2 separate regions of the Rattus norvegicus genome follow, and region 2 is linked to region 1. A link is a contact called in public Hi-C data. All regions are on one chromosome and are shown on one strand. The core of a region is the stretch at or near the end of the contact, and the rest is flanking DNA. Distances in the headings are between cores, read along the strand shown. Region 1 holds the start of Rpl21l1 (ribosomal protein L21 like 1). Region 2 has its middle 46 kb from the start of Hadh.

The links. A called contact is a pair of places that touch in the nucleus more often than the background predicts.
Region 2: a Hi-C map of hepatocytes shows a contact between it and region 1, with 1.7 times the contacts expected there. The contact joins the enhancer-like site here to the promoter of Rpl21l1 in region 1. A contact is called at or near these places in 11 of 12 Hi-C or Micro-C datasets (the A7r5 cell line, the Rat2 cell line, frontal cortex and 6 more).

Annotation. Positions count from the first base shown.
Region 1 is chr2:222,057,197-222,062,630 of GRCr8, reverse strand. It overlaps Rpl21l1 (ribosomal protein L21 like 1), which reads left to right and starts at 2,708. Exons shown (of 1, transcript XM_039103356.2): 1 at 2,708-3,280. The coding sequence starts at 2,723. The coding sequence ends at 3,205.
Region 2 is chr2:222,456,356-222,461,513 of GRCr8, reverse strand. No RefSeq gene overlaps it. Among named protein-coding and RNA genes, the nearest start is that of Hadh, 46 kb to the left of the region's middle. Within about 2 kb of position 2,268, at least 4 of the 93 cell types and tissues checked have an H3K27ac peak or open chromatin away from gene starts, as enhancers often do. A contact at or near this core is called in hepatocytes and liver, where this site is marked.

The sequences.
Region 1 (5,434 bases), core at 1,459-3,958:
GCAATCCCACTAAAATCAGGGACTAGACAAGGCTGCCCACTCTCTCCCTACTTATTCAATATAGTTCTTGAAGTTCTAGCCAGAGCAATCAGACAACAAAAGGAGATCAAAGGGATACAGATCGGAAAAGAAGAGGTCAAAATATCACTATTTGCAGATGACATGATAGTATATTTAAGTGATCCCAAAAGTTCCACCAGAGAACTACTAAAGCTGATAAACAACTTCAGCAAAGTGGCTGGGTATAAAATTAACTCAAATAAATCAGTTGCCTTCCTCTATACAAAAGAGAAACAAGCCGAGAAAGAAATTAGGGAAACGACACCCTTCATAATAGACCCAAATAATATAAAGTACCTCGGTGTGACTTTAACCAAGCAAGTAAAAGATCTGTACAATAAGAACTTCAAGACACTGAGGAAAGAAATTGAAGAAGACCTCAGAAGATGGAAAGATCTCCCATGCTCATGGATTGGCAGGATTAATATAGTAAAAATGGCCATTTTACCAAAAGCAATCTACAGATTCAATGCAATCCCCATCAAAATACCAATCCAATTCTTCAAAGAGTTAGACAGAACAATTTGCAAATTCATCTGGAATAACAAAAAACCCAGGATAGCTAAAGCTATCCTCAACAATAAAAGGACTTCAGGGGGAATCACTATCCCTGAACTCAAGCAGTATTACAGAGCAATAGTGATAAAAACTGCGTGGTATTGGTACAGAGACAGATAGACCAATGGAATAGAATTGAAGACCCAGAAATGAACCCACACACCTATGGTCACTTGATTTTTGACAAAGGAGCCAAAACCATCCAATGGAAAAAAGATAGCATTTTCAGCAAATGGTGCTGGTTCAACTGGAGGGCAACATGTAGAAGAATACAGATCGATCCATGCTTATCACCCTGTACAAAGCTTAAGTCCAAGTGGATCAAGGACCTCCACATCAAACCAGACACACTCAAACTAATAGAAGAAAAACTAGGGAAGCATCTGGAACACATGGGCACTGGAAAAAATTTCCTGAACAAAACACCAATGGCTTATGCTCTAAGATCAAGAATCGACAAATGGGATCTCATAAAACTGCAAAGCTTCTGTAAGGCAAAGGACACTGTGGTTAGGACAAAACGGCAACCAACAGATTGGGAAAAGATCTTTACCAATCCTACAACAGATAGAGGCCTTATATCCAAAATATACAAAGAACTCAAGAAGATAGACCGCAGGGAAACAAATAACCCTATTAAAAAATGGGGTTCAGAGCTAAACAAAGAATTCACAGCTGAGGAATGCCGAATGGCTGAGAAACACCTAAAGAAATGTTCAACATCTTTAGTCATAAGGGAAATGCAAATCAAAACAACCCTGAGATTTCACCTCACACCAGTGAGAATGGCTAAGATCAAAAACTCAGGTGACAGCAGATGCTGGCGAGGATGTGGAGAAAGAGGAACACTCCTCCATTGTTGGTGTGGATTGCAGACTGGTAAAACCATTCTGGAAATCAGTCTGGAGGTTCCTCAGAAAATTGGACATTGAACTGCCTGAGGATCCAGCTATACCTCTCTTGGGCATATACCCAAAAGATGCCTCAACATATAAAAGAGACACGTGCTCCACTATGTTCATCGCAGCCTTATTTATAATAGCCAGAAGCTGGAAAGAACCCAGATGCCCTTCAACAGAGGAATGGATACAGAAAATGTGGTACATCTACACAATGGAATATTACTCAGCTATCAAAAACAACGAGTTTATGAAATTCGTAGGCAAATGGTTGGAACTGGAAAATATCATCCTGAGTGAGCTAACCCAATCACAGAAAGACATACATGGTATGCACTCATTGATAAGTGGCTATTAGCCCAAATGCTTGAATTACCCTAGATCCCTAGAACAAACGAAACTCAAGACGGATGATCAAAATGTGAATGCTTCACTCCTTCTTTAAATGAGGAAAAAGAATACCCTTGGCAGGGAAGGGAGAGGCAAAGATTAAAACAGAGACTGAAGGAACACCCATTCAGAGCCTGCCCCACATTTGGCCCATACATATACAGCCACCCTATTAGACAAGATGGATGAAGCAAAGAAGTGCAGACCGACAGGAGCCGGATGTAGATCGCTCCTGAGAGACACAGCCAGAATACAGCAAATACAAAGGCGAATGCCAGCAGCAAACCACTGAACTGAGAATAGGTCCCCTATTGAAGGAATCAGAGAAAGAACTGGAAGAGCTTGAAGGGGCTCGAGACCCCAAAAGTACAACAATGCCAAGCAACCAGAGCTTCCAGGGACTAAGCCACTACCTAAAGACTATACATGGACTGACCCTGGACTCTGACCCCATAGGTAGCAATGAATATCTTAGTAAGAGCACCAGTGGAAGGGGAAGCCCTGGGTCCTGCTAAGACTGAACCCCCAGTGAACTAGTCTATGGGGGGAGGGCGGCAATGGGGGGAGGGTTGGGAGGGGAACACCCATAAGGAAGGGGAGGGGGGAGGGGGATGTTTGCCCGGAAACCGGGAAAGGGAATAACACTCGAAATGTATATAAGAAATACTCAAGTTAATAAAAAAAAAAAAAGAAAGAAAAAAAATTACGTGTGAATTGCCTGCAGCATGTGCTGTGTGACGTGAGAAAGAAATGGACCTTTAAGATACCACCTGTGGCTTTCTGCCGGGGCAGCCATCTTCCAGTAACTCACCAAAATGACGAACACTAAAGGAAAGAGGAGAGGTACTCGGTATATGTTCTCTAGGCCTTTTAGGAATCATGGAGTCATTCCTTTGGCCACATACATCCGAATCTACAAGAAGGGTGATATTGTAGACATCAAGGGAATGGGCACTGCTCAAAAAGGAATGCCCCATAAGTGTTACCACGGCAAAACTGGAAGAGCCTACAATGTCACCCAGCATGCCGTGGGCATCATTGTAAACAAGCAAGTTAAAGGCAAGATTCCGGCCAAGAGGATCAATGTGCGGATTGAGCACACCAAGCACTCAAAGAGCAGAGACGGCTTCCTGAAGCGGGTGAAGGAGAACGATCAGAAGAAAAAGGAAGCCAAAGAGAAGGGCACCTGGGTTCAGCTGAAGCGCCAGCCTGTGCCTCCCAGAGAAGCCCACTTTGTGAGGACTAATGGAAAGGAGCCTGAGCTGCTGGAGCGCAGTCCATACGAATTCATGGCCTAATGTATACAAAGGAAATAAAGAACCTGGACTGCAAAAAAAAAAAAAAAAAAAAAAAAAAAAAAAAAAAAAAAAAAAGATACCACCTGTGCCCACTCTAGACTAAGACAGGAAGGTCCGTTTTAGCTAGGGAGACTCAAGGGAATTGACTCTTGGCATCAGAAAACAACCTCCACTCTGTGTGTGTGTGTGTGTGTGTGTGTGTGTGTGTGTGTGTGTGTGTGTGTGAACATGTGTGCATGGCACCCATGTTTGTGGAGGCCAGACTACAACCTCAAGGGTCCCTTGCAGAAATGACATACATCTTCTTTGAGACAGGTGAGCTCCGTGACCTGGAGCTCACCAATTAGGCTAAACTGGCTGGGAGTGAGCCCCATGGATCCTCCTGTCTCTGCTTTCCCAGCTTTGGGATTACAAAGGCATGCCACCAAGCCTGGCATTTTTATTCCAGTGCTAGGTATTGAACTCGGGTTCTCCTTCTTCTAGGACAGCTCTTTTACAGATTGGACTTATCTCCTTCTTCCCTGTACTGGGTTCTCGTTAACTAGAAAGACAGGACTGGGGCTGGCTGAAATTACATGCTGGACCAGGAAAAAAGAAAGAAACTCTATTTTACAGCTGTCCATCAGTAGTCTTAGCCTCGCAGAGAGAAGACAGATCCCAACACCCAAGACAGTGGAACAGAGGACTAGGTGGCCAGAAACAAGTCACCAACCAAGCATAATGACACATGACAGCAGAGACAGAGAAACTGCAGAAAACGGCTACACCGGATGATGAAACTGGGAACACCAGACACAATCCTATGGAAGATCCCAGAACACCGCAGGGAGCTAGGTTTCAACACACCCTCAGTGTTAAGTGGGGTGACATTGCCTCCAGTGACCACACAATGAATGCAGAAGGGGTAACTTGGATTAACACAACTAGTACTTTGATTGTTATTTAAGAAAGTAAACCTCAGAACCCACAGCTGGTTGCTCAAACTAAGTAAAATAAAACAAAGTAAAAGAAAAGGATCCCTTGCTACTCCGTAAATAATCACTGCCCGTGTCAAGCTAAACAGGAAATGAAAAAGCCTGGTTCGTCCCTGGAAGGAGGCCAAGGATGAGCACTGTCAGAGCCGTGGTTACAACATGGATCCTTGACTCATGGCCAGGTGCCCCAGTTGGTTACCGTGCCCTGGGGATGGAAAACAAACTTCAGTTCCCAACTGGGCTCTCACTGCTTGTACTTAACAAGTCGAACAGAATCCATGTAGGAAGCAAGCTATTGTCTCTGAGCAACACATTCCAAGCACCCTATCTGATGTCTGCTTTCGTCTTATGTCGTGTTTCGAAGCAAAACATTGTGTTAGGGGGAATCTGTTCCCGCTGAACGGTGAGCCAATGTTTCCTCCCACGAGTACATCGCTCCACCTTGATACAGCGGTGAGTAGACGTGTGGGGAACACCATATAGATTTGATAAGCCCGTCTTCCTTTCTAGCTCCCCCTCCAAATAATAAAAGCAGTTGTTGGGTATTGTGTATGTGCCAGATCCTGCCCTAAGCCTTTGACATGAGTTACCTTGTTTTATCTTCTACTCACCCTAGAGGCTAAGTACTGTGGTCCTTACCTTCAAATGGAGAATTGCATCTCAGAGTTCAAGTGACTTTCACAGCACTGTGTCAATAAGAGACCTTTGAGAGACTTTTTTTTTTTTTGGTGGTCCTAACCCATAATAGAACCCTCTCATCGCTGCCACTCCAGATGACTGGGAGGCTGTGCTGATAACCAGCTACTTGTCATTCCAGTTGTATCCTCCCACAGTCTCAGTGGTTCTATCTGAACCCCAGGTTCAGGTATCCATTTCCTGAGGGCTCGAGTCCCGCACACATGAGGGCGAGCTTGCTGTATTACTTGGTCAGTGACTCCTTGACGGTTGTTCTGCTTGGATCTGGACATTATACTCGGCTGATGGCTTTGAGAACCATGAGTGCCTTTGTTTACTCAGCTCTTGGCAAAGCGTCCTAACTGCCCACCCAGAGAATTCTTGGCTCCTGGAGATGCTTTAAAATGTCCAGAAAGTGCAAGCTTCACCGTGTGTTGTGTTAAACACCTCACTGGAGGGTTGTTTCAATTAGCAAGGTTTGCACTGGGGTTTATTTCTTTCTTCACAGGCCTCTGAGTAAGGGCACTAGCCATCAGCTTACTTGCTATCTGCTCATTTTAAATTTTACTGTCCAATTATG
Region 2 (5,158 bases), core at 1,019-3,518, 400 kb before region 1:
GTGAGCATTGGTGTGAGAACTTATTGATCTCTAATGCTTTGAGGGTGTGACAGAGCGAGAAAGCGCATACCTGTGTGCATTTCTGCCTCGGCAGCACACCAGAGCCTGGCTGATGATAGACTTACTTAGGGCCTGATCCTGCCCCACTGTTTCTAGGTCACCTGTGGCCTCACAGCTCTGCTTTTTCTCAGGCTACCTCTTAACCTTTGCTGTGACCCCAGGCCCACAGGCTTCAGTTTGTCACCCTCTAACCAGAGTCTACAGAGGATGTGGGCACTCATCCTGAAAATGACCAAGCTCTCTCTTAACCACTAAGTTTCAGGAAAGAGAGAGCGTTCAGTAGTGCAACCGTCAGCTCCCAGGGTGGGGAGAGACAGAGCACTGTTTCTGGAAGGACTTTTAAATGCACTCTGATCTGGCCAGATGCTCAACCAAACTCCTTTGCCATTGTATGATATCTTCCTCCTGCATTCTGTTCTGGGGGACTGGCCAGGCGGGATCTGGAACCTTCTCTTTTCGAATGAGCACTTGGGGAGTAGTCTCTTGGGCCCTTCCATGGCTCTGCGTGAAAATCAAACCTTAGTAGGACTCCCATCCCTGAGCTTTCTTCCTCACTTTTTAGAAGCTGGTTCTCAGCTTCTAAAGATGCCTCCTAATGGTAGTATGAATCTTTTATAGCATTTGAAAGTCAATACCAGGTTTTAGGTAAAAACAAAACAAAACAAAAAACAACCAACCAACCAACCAACCAAACGAACAACCAAATCATGCTCCTTCCACAACCCCTCCGTGACATTAATTCCTCTGACAGAAGTGAAAATTTCAAAGGAAATCCTTTGGTTATTTTGCAAACATGTTACAGAACAAAACCCATGGTCTTTTAAATGTCCATAAGATTTATTGTTATTGTTAATAGCAGCAGATGAAGGGGAAACATTGTTTAACTTGCTGACACCCGGTCTGAGGTCTGTTTCCAGGGAACTGTTGACCGATGTAGGAGAAGGTCACAGGGAAGCAGGTGTTGACCCTGAGAAAGGCTGGGCTTAGCCAAGTGTGGGGAGGCACAGGCCTGGGATCCCTGGACTTGGGAGGTGGACACAGGATGATTGTGGGTTCAAGACTGACGTGGGCCATCCTATATCCTACAAAGTCACTCAAAAACCTTTTATGAAGGGATTCGTCACTGAATTCTGTCAGGTGTTTAGCTTGGCTAAGGTCAGCTTCCAGGAACTCGTTTGAGATTAGACTGTTTGCCCCTAAGAAAGTTAAACCGGTGTGTGAGCGATGGCTTACACAACCGCACACGCTACTGGTGCTCGCTCTTGGTGAGTTAAGCTGCTCCTACGCACGACATGGGCTTTCGTCTTGTCCCACCTTAATTTTAATCCCCTTAGCATTTCAACCTAAGTAACCAAACCTACTAAGAATACAAGGTGTGGCTGTAATTCCACGGGGGAAACGTTCTTGCTGACAAGCATTGGGGGAACATGAATAGTAATTAAAAATACTTGCACGATGGCATCATTGCTGTGGTCCCTCTTACCTCCCCACCTGGAGACAGAGCCTCATGTGTCCCGAGCTGGTCTCAACTCGATATGGGGCCCGAGATAACCTTGAAACTTGATCCTACTGCCTCCCTACCCCTTTGAGTACTGGGAACCGAACCCAGGACAAACTGTGTGCCTCTCAAGCCATAGCCTCAACCTCGTCACCATACTCTGAAAAACCCCATTTGATTGTGTCCTTTTTTTTTTTTTTTTTAAATAATGTGGTCATCATGATCACAGGTTTTTTCTTTTTTCATCCGTTTTGTCACCTTTTCTTTGTTACCCTGTTGAGATGACAAAGCAAGGTTTCACCCCTGAAGGTGGACCACTTGTCTGTGGCACCGATGCTGGGGTTTCTTTCCACCCACCAGTTGTAGCTGCTGGAGGATTGCCAGTTCTCTTCATGCCCTGGGTTTTGAAAGGACCCAGAGGAGTTGTGGTCTTCAGGACCCCAGCTTTGCCTGAGTAAACCACCCCCCTTGCTTTGCCTGAGTAACCAGGAGGGGTTCTTGTCTCGTTATCTGGTAAGGTGGACACAGTGTTGGAACCTTTCCGTGGGGATGCTAATGATCAGAACTCCAAGGATGATGCATGTCTTACAGAGCACAGAGAGGCCCACTGGAGAGGAAGCCATGGCGTTACCACAGTCCTGAGTACTTTAAACCTAGGGAATGAGCTACTGGACCTCCTGGCTCCTGCATTTCCACAGCTACCGGGGAAGGGCCAGAGAAAGGAGGAGTGGCTGTCATTTAGGCTTACATAGCCCTTGTGATTTAAGACCGCAGGGCAAAGGTTGCATGTGTGCAAATGGGATACTACACGAACTTTGCCCTACTGTGTTGTGGTTTTATTTATTTAAGCTTTCCCACATCTTTTCTGTGTGTGAGTGGTTTTGCCTACACGCGTCTCCGCTTTGCTTGCGGGCTGTGCCTTCAGAGGCAGGAAGAGGGCGTCGTTACCCTGTATCTGGATTTATAGGTACTTGGGACCCACAGGGCAAGAAGAACCAGTGCTCTTAACCACTGAGCAGTCTCTCCTTGTCCCGGGACACACGCTGGATTTTCAGATAACTCTGGATGAGCTGTTAAGGATTTCATGGGGGCAGAACTGTAGGTGTGAGTCCCCAGGAGGCTACATAAACACAGGAGGGAAAGCAGGATTGCCCACACTAACTAAGGCTGATGTTGACTTATAGTTCAGGGGAATTTGACACCGTAACTGCTTGAAATAGAAGTCTATATGTAGAAAGGAAAACCCCTAGGTCAGAGTGCTGCTTCAGGCCTTTGGGGTCCTCGGAGACTGTGGGGTCCGGATGCAGTCTCCAGGTCTTGGTAAGATGCCTCGACCTCATTTTTGTAGGTGCCTTTGCTGGAACGTTCTGCCAGTCATGTCCTGTTCTTGGGTGAACAGGCATTATGGGGAAACCTCCAGGAACTGCCTTTGCTGGCCTCACAGAAACAGTCGTCGACTCAGAATTACCAGGTAGAGATGCTGAGACAAAATAAAACCGAGAGAAAACCTAGAACACTGAATTTTCTACGTGGGGAGTTGTGGGTGAATGAACTCTCCTGCCTCCTCTGGGATCAATCAGTTCTGAGAGCCCTCAGCCCCCCTCTTAAAGCTGTAGAGAGGTAGGCTGAGAGGCTCTTCCCTCTACCCAGAGACTTACAATAGGACCAAAGAAGACAGGAGAGAAGCTGTTGCCCAGGGTCCCAGTCTCTGCTGCAGGCAGAGACTTTAGGGTTTACGAACCCTACTTCCTTGGAAGGCGGGCTGCTCTTCCTCATGTGGCCTCATGGCGGATCTTTGAAGTTATGTCTGCGAGAATCACAGGCCTAAGGGAAGGTTGTCAATACTTAACAACTTTTGGGTTACTTGTTTTTGAGATGAGGTCTTTCTGTGTAGCCCTGGCTGTTCTCAATCCCACTATGTAGATGAGGCTAGCCCACTTTGGGCAGGCCGCTTGCCTTTGCCCCCTGGGCTGCTGAGATGGTTGTGTGCCAGCACGCGGCTGTATGCACTTTCTTAAGTCTTGGGTGGGCACAATTATGTTGGGGATGGTTTTGCAGGAAGAGCGATGCCTGGCGCCCTTGTATTAGAATCAGAAGGATTCCAAATGCAAAGGTCTGAGGGGGGCAACGGCTCACGGATGTGATCTGTAATTAGCAGCTTCCTCCTCTTCTGAGACTCTATGTATCCCACCGTTTCTGGTTAACTCTTGACATTCCACATCTCTACTGGCTGAAGACCTCATCATCCAGTCTGAGATGCTAGTCTATCAAGGGGATGGGGGGAGGAAGGCAGGAAGGGGGGGCGGGAGGAAGGAGAGATAGAGATAGAGAGGGGGCTGGGAGGGAAAGAGGGAGAGGGCTCTGTGGTTTAAGCGAATGTATTACAGAGGATCCATCTTGGTCCTAGCTCTCATGTCAGGCCACTCACAACTGCCTGTGACACCAGCTCCAGAGGACGCCATCTACTGGTCGGGGTTGGGCATTGCATGCATGGGTACAAATCCCCACACATCCAGACTTAATTTAAAAAAAAAAAAAAATCCTTTAAAGTAGTTGCAGCTGCCAGGTGCCTCGTGGAGCATGAAGCAGAGTGACGTTCGCAAGGGATATCTGATGCGTGTGGATGCTCTAGGCCAGAAATGGAGGGACAGTCTCCGCTAACTGGAACCTGAGGAAGGGAGCAGGTATAGCCTGGGATGCCAGGAGGTGTCAAGAAAAATCAGATCATCCAGTTTATCTCTGGATTTTGTTAAGCTCCCCCAAATAAACACCACACAGACCTCGTCTTGGGAGGTGTACGAGTTGGGCCAGCCAGACCTGGGAACCCTTGTTACAGCATCCGATGAAGGTGAAGCCTATGGTACTGGCCAGATGGCTCCTATGGTCAGGAGCACTTGCCGCTCTAACAGAGAGAGGATCTAGGGTTGGTTCCTCGGACCAACATGGCGACCCACAACCCTCTGTAATTCTAGTTCTTAGAAACGCTGATTCCCTGATCAGACGTTCAAGGGCACCAGGCATACACATGGTACATGCATGCATGCATGCATACATACATGCAGGCAAAACACATAGGTGTTCACTAAACACATAAAATAGTAATTTAAAAAGGCCTTAAGGGCCAGTGACAACAATAACTAGGCCAGTTTGTGGAGTGTTCTATTTAGTTACCTCATATGACCTTTTTTCATGGAGAAGACATCAGAGCATAAAATATAATTCAACAATGCCACTGACTTCAGATTCTGTGAGAAAATGTCCGCTCCACTAATTCTGCCCTGACTGCAGAGACTCGGGAGATGATGCGGGGCCACATGTGCAGTTCACGTGTGCTATTCCCCCTTCCACCTGGCAAGCGTGTTTTCTGCCAGTGTCTCCCATACAGCTAATACGGAGATAAATTGATTTCGCTATTAACATCTCAAGCTAGACTCAGCAAAATATTTCCTCTGTAACCTCAGCATTGGAGAGGTGGAGTCAGGAGGATCGTGAGTTTGAGGCCAACTTGGGAGCACACAGTTAAGATCCTGCCTTAAAAATATGCTGGGGTCCACAAGATGGCGGCACAGTATGTCAGGGTGGCAGAGCCTCATGACCAGA